Regions from separate parts of the Mus musculus genome. Here region 1 is linked to region 2. The links are chromatin contacts, called in public HiChIP or PLAC-seq maps. All regions are on one chromosome and are shown on one strand. Each heading gives the region's core, a stretch centred on a gene start, on an enhancer-like site or on the middle of the called end of the contact. The rest is flanking DNA. Distances are from core to core; before and after follow the strand shown.

Region 1 (2,700 bases), core at 173-2,672, 240 kb before region 2:
GCTATTAACTTATTGGTTGTGAGATGAATCTCATTGTGGTTTTTTTTTTATTTTATTATCTAAAATTTTAGACCTAATGATGTTGAACATCTTTTTATGTACTCATTACTCATTTGCATGTCTTTTTCCAGGAGTGTCTACTTGAGCATATTATTTTTTGTTATTGAATTGCAACTTCCATTCTTCCTTCCTTCCCCGCCCCTCCACTCCCCCTCCCTCCTTGAGCTGGCTTCCAGAACTGAGTAAAAACCTGCGGGAGGGGAGGAGAAACGGAGTAGGTTCAGCAGCCCCTGCTCTGCTTCCTGGTCTGTGGCGTGTGGGAGTCCCAGTCACTTGTCCCTGCTGTCACAACCTCTGCTGTGCCCTGCCATGATGGACGGACCCTCCTGGACCCTGAGCACAGATGAACCTTGCTTCCCCTAAGTCGCCTCTGCTGGATACCTTGTCATATCAGTGAGAAAGGTTTGTAATACAACCAGAGGCTCCACAAAGGTGGATATTAAAAATACAAAATCGGGCTGGCGAGATGGCTCAGTGGTTAAGAGCACTGACTGCTCTTCCGAAGGTCCTGAGTTCAATTCCCAGCAACCACATGGTGGCTCACAACCATCCGTAATGAGATCTGATGCCTTCTTCTGGAGTGTCTGAAGACAGCTATGGTACTTACATATAATAAAATAAATAAATCTAAAAAAAAAAATACAAAATCGACAACCATTTTAATTTTTAAGCGTGGATTGAGATTTCCTTCCAGAGTGGCAGATCGCTGAAGCATCTTTCTCTTCCAAAACAAAACCATCTGCCTGGAGAAAATGATACACCAGGCAACATTTTCAGCAATCGTCTCAAGGATACACAGCAAATGGAGAATCATCCTGGCAAGAACATTTTCTAAATCTCAATCTCAACAAGGCTCAGTGGGAGTCTGTGGCATATGAGCGGCTGTTTTCTCCGTGTGCCCTGCCCCCGCCCCCGCCCCCTAGTTCTAGAGAATAGTCTATGCCAAGTTCTCTACTCTGGGTAGGATGTTCAAGGGGGTCTTGCCACTGCATTTCCCATAGGGCTGTGGTTTCACCCCTGGGAAGGGCAAGCCAACAGCAATCAGCCGCCTTCCCCACCCACACCCATCACTGAGATTCAAGTCCTCCACCTGTGGAGGCAGCAGAAGCAGCTGTGATTCCCACTCTCCTCACCTCCTCCTTCCTCCATCCCCTGATGCTCTCCACCTCACTCCTGCTCTGAGGTTTCAACTCCAACTGCACCAGACCCAGAATGCAGGGTTGCAGCTGTCTCTTGCCCAGATTGCTTACACAGAGGAAGTTCTATCCTGGAACGCTAATATCCGGAGGAAGCCCAGGCTCTACTTCCTACCTCCCACCTTCCTGTCCTTTGTGTCTGCTTATAGAATCACGTGTCACACTAGCTCAGGAAGAAAATGAGCTGCTCCCTATACCCCTGACCACTGAGTACAGAGGAGGAAGCTCCGTCCAGAAAGTAATTCAAGGCAAAAATCTTCCCTGATCTTTCTAAGGAACTAGCCTTATTTGGAACGGTTTTTAAATCAGGGTCTCTTTCTGTAGCTCTCTGGCTGTCTACTCTCTGTGTAGGCTGGGACTTCTCGGAACTCACAGAGATCCATTGGTCTCTGCCTCCCCAGGGCTGAGATTAAAGGTGTGTGCTGTCATTCCCAGCTAACCATGCATTCTTGGTGGAGAATTTCAGAGGAAACTCAAAGCTCATGATATAACCAGTAGCCTGCACAATGCGGAACATTCAGACATTTAACAGAAGCTGGGAAGACACACAAAGAATCCCATGGTATCATATGCCTGCCATGTTGGTTTGCAAGCAACTGGCCTGGACCCACTCAGGAGCAAACAGATGACCCCAAGAGAAAGACTGAGAGCCATTTCTTAGCCTATACACAAACCCATCAAAGGGCAGCAGAAACCTCCGGGTACTCAGGCCATCACCCTAACTTCTGAGTAGTGTGACTAGTAAGCCACTCCGACCCAGGTCAACTTCTAGGATGCTAGGCTTAAAAGAGCAAAGCCGCCCGGCATGGTGGCGCACGCCTTTAATCCCAGCACTGGGGAGGCAGAGGCAGGCGGATTTCTGAGTTTGAGGCCAGCCTGGTCTACAAAGTGAGTTCCAGGACAGCCAGGGCTATACAGAGAAACTCTGTTTTGGAAAATAAATAAATAAATAAATAAATAAATAAAACAAACAAAAAAAAGAACAAAGCCATGTGCCATAATTTCTTCAGATTGTACTTTAAAAAATCTTTCACTCAATCTTCCAACCTTCACATTTCCGGTTTGCTTTGGAGACCCTAATTAAAGTCAGATGTCACTTAATGATAGGCTGAGTTCTGGGGAAGGTAATATTAAGACATTTTTGTCATAGTACAAACACAAAGTGTGTTTACATAAACTAAGACAGCTGAGACATCATTGGGCGGCCTAATGTTATGGGAGCCATGTTTGTACATGTGGTCTCTCATAGACTGAGCACTTTCATGTGGCTTTTTACACTTTATATATGAGAAATGAGAACATTCCAGTAAAGGAGTTTGCTCATGAGCTGGAGAGATGGCTCAGCATTTAAGAGCCAGATTTTGTTCTCAGCATCTATGCTGACATTCACAACCATCTCTAACTCCATTTCCGGGGATCTGACACCCTCTGCTGGCCTCTGCAG
Region 2 (2,700 bases), core at 29-2,528:
TCATTATTTCAAGCAAGAGAACCTTGTGGAAACTTCCAGTGCCACAGAGGCGGGAGCATGAGCTTGCAAAGCCTTCTCTGCAGTCGCTGCCGCAGGGACAGCTCTGTTGGCCCAAGCTCAGGTCAGAACAGGCACCAGGGATGGAGAAGCTAGGTTCCCTGAGGGAGAAAGGCCAGTCAGTGCAGAGGAAATGGCTCTGTGGCAGGATAGAGTGGCCTTGCTCAGTGGGAGCCCCTAACCATATGACTAGGTACCTATTACCACTCTATCATCTGGGAACAAAAGCTGCTCCTGACTCTAGAGGCAGCGACCAAGAAGTGAGGGCTCTCTGGGTCTGTGACAAATTATGTCATTGTCCTTGACCTAACAGTGAAGTCACCTACCTCTCAGCCACTAAGTGGCAGAAACGTGCCTGACTAGGCCCTCCATTCTCAGGACATCTGACCTCTCTGCCACTTTGACCTTCACGAGAGCCCAGCTGCCTGCACTCACCCAGGCTATCTGCCGAGGTCCCTGTCCTTGGCCTCTGCTGAGCCCTGCCCCCTTCCACATCTGAATGAGCTAGGGTCTGAGGGATACCGCGCTGGAAGAGAGACCAGCCTGAAGCTTTTCCCTTTAGGTCTGAGTTAGTCCTCCCAAACCCTTGAAAGGGAGCAGCTGAGGGCATATTTTACTTCAGGCACACAGTCTAGTTTTCTTTATACCCACCCTTGTCATTTCTGGACAGTGGAGCAGCCAGAATTGAATCTCTAGGAGCTGGGAGAAAGGGTATAGAGGTGACTTCCAAAGAGCAATAGAGACTAGAACTCCCCGAGTGTGGCAGATTGCAGAGAGCTGGGTGACAGCATCGCCCTCCCCCTCTACCTCCACCTCCAGAGATGAGGTAAGGGGCCTTCCCAGATGCTAGCTCCTTCCATCCCATCTGAGGGAATGAAGGGCCTGAATGTGCTCAGGTCCCTGGTCAGATTAGAGATTGACTTCGAGCATTAAAAGAGGTAAGACGTTTGGCAGTCAGTGGTGTTTGTATGTTTCAACCTCCCCCGGTGTTCAACTGCCACCTCTAAGTCTCAGACTTCATGCCTTCCCAAATCCCTAGTCTCACGGTGGGCAGAAGCCAGACGGCCTGCCTGGGTTGCAATCCCAGCCCAGTCACATTCCAGTGGAGTGCCTATCAGCTGGTTAACTAGCCATTCTTATTCTCAGTCCCTTGACCTATAAATGCAGCATCACTGTGTTCATCGCCTGCCTTGAGATGCCTGAGGGACCAGCTGAAGTGAGACAAGGACACAGGCACCCAGGACAGTTCACTGGCCCAGCCAGACAACACATGCTACTAATCCACGCCTCAGCAGCTTCCTGGTTGGTTATCCTGCCTCCTTCTGTAGGAAGCAGCAACGTGTAGGAGCTGACTCAACACTACCTCTCCATTTTGGTGACATTGCTTGGAATCAAAACATGGAGAGGGCTTCAGTGCTTTGGTTAGGGGATCCCGCTGCCTCAACAACAGAATATGTAAGGCTCACTTCAGCGCCCAACACACTTAGGGTTAGGACCCAAGATGTCCATTTCATAACCCCACCCCACCCCTGCCCCATTTAGTACCTATGTAGCAGTCCCTGAGCTGGACGGATATTGGCAGAGCAATTTAACATTTCCCTCAGCCTGATGCCCAAGGTGCCTTTGCAGCTAGGGCGACAGAGCGGCTGGTGTTGCCTTGAAAATATGGGACACATCTGCCCCCTCGTGGCAGGGTCAGGAACGACGACAGCTACTTCCTGCTAGGCTTGGCAGCCTGGTGGCCAGACTTGAAGACTGACTTTGGGTCACCAAGGGTTGCAGATCCAAGCTGAGCCACAAGGTGGGGGCACACTCCAGGCCTTAGTCTTGAATTTCACCCACTTAATTATTTGCTTATTTTCTTTTCACTCAGCAAATATGGAGTGCCTACATGTGAGAGTATGGCTCCAAGCAGCAGGGATGTAGCTGTGGCTAAGAGAGCCACTTGACACCCACCTCTTCACTAAGATGTGAAATCTGGTGATTGCACACACAGAAGCACCTCCCAAAGAGCCGAGAACCAGGCAAGAGACCACAGGGTGATGTAGCTGCTCCTGTCTTGGGTTCTAGGAGTTAAAGAGGTAGCTGTACTCTCATTAGGCACCAAACACACATAAACTCAAAACGTCAGGCATTCTCCCCACACATTTGTTAGACCACCTATGATCAAGAGCAAAAAGGCTAGCAAGCATGGCTGAGGATCTGAGAAGGCAGAGGCCAGACACTGTTGGTGGGAACATGGATATGCTTGTGGATATGCAGTGTTTTGTTTTTAAAAACAAGTTAAAAACAGATCTACATTATCCCAGTCCAGGGTCATGCCTGTGTCCAAAGGAAATGAAGTTAGCATGTTGAAGAACCACTTGCCCAAGGTGTTCCTTTTAACTCTGTGCAGTGTAGCAAGACCTAGAATCATTATAGTGTCTATTGAAAAGGGTAAAGTGTGTGTGTGTGTGTGTGTGTGTGTGTGTGAGAGAGAGAGAGAGAGAGAGAGAGAGGTGGAGAGAGAGAGAGAAAGAGAGAGAGAGAAAGAGAGAGAGAGAGAGAGTCCATTTACATTGGATACCTAAAGTTTTCCTCCCATGTACAGAATGTGGAGCAGGCTGGAGGTGGGACTGGCAACAATATTTTAGTGAGTTCTGA

Evidence for each region. HiChIP or PLAC-seq counts read pairs in DNA pulled down with a chosen protein or histone mark.
Region 1: a contact with region 2 is called in an H3K27ac HiChIP or PLAC-seq map of SST interneurons, with 2.9 times the contacts expected there. The contact joins two enhancer-like sites. A contact is called at or near these places in 4 of 484 Hi-C or Micro-C datasets (cerebral cortex, embryonic stem cells, palatal mesenchyme and 1 more) and 1 of 115 datasets of contacts at active chromatin or transcription factors (SST interneurons).

What each region holds. Positions count from the first base shown.
Region 1 is chr6:126,806,958-126,809,657 of GRCm38.p6, reverse strand. It overlaps the pseudogene Gm29788. Among named protein-coding and RNA genes, the nearest start is that of 1700018A23Rik, 14 kb to the left of the region's middle. Within about 2 kb of position 1,422, at least 17 of the 459 cell types and tissues checked have an H3K27ac peak or open chromatin away from gene starts, as enhancers often do. A contact at or near this core is called in SST interneurons, where this site is marked.
Region 2 is chr6:126,563,094-126,565,793 of GRCm38.p6, reverse strand. Gm33449 (a long non-coding RNA gene) reads left to right here. Exons shown (of 2, transcript XR_378038.3): 2 at 1-1,755. Among named protein-coding and RNA genes, the nearest start is that of Gm33320, 5.9 kb to the right of the region's middle. Within about 2 kb of position 1,278, at least 19 of the 459 cell types and tissues checked have an H3K27ac peak or open chromatin away from gene starts, as enhancers often do. A contact at or near this core is called in SST interneurons, where this site is marked.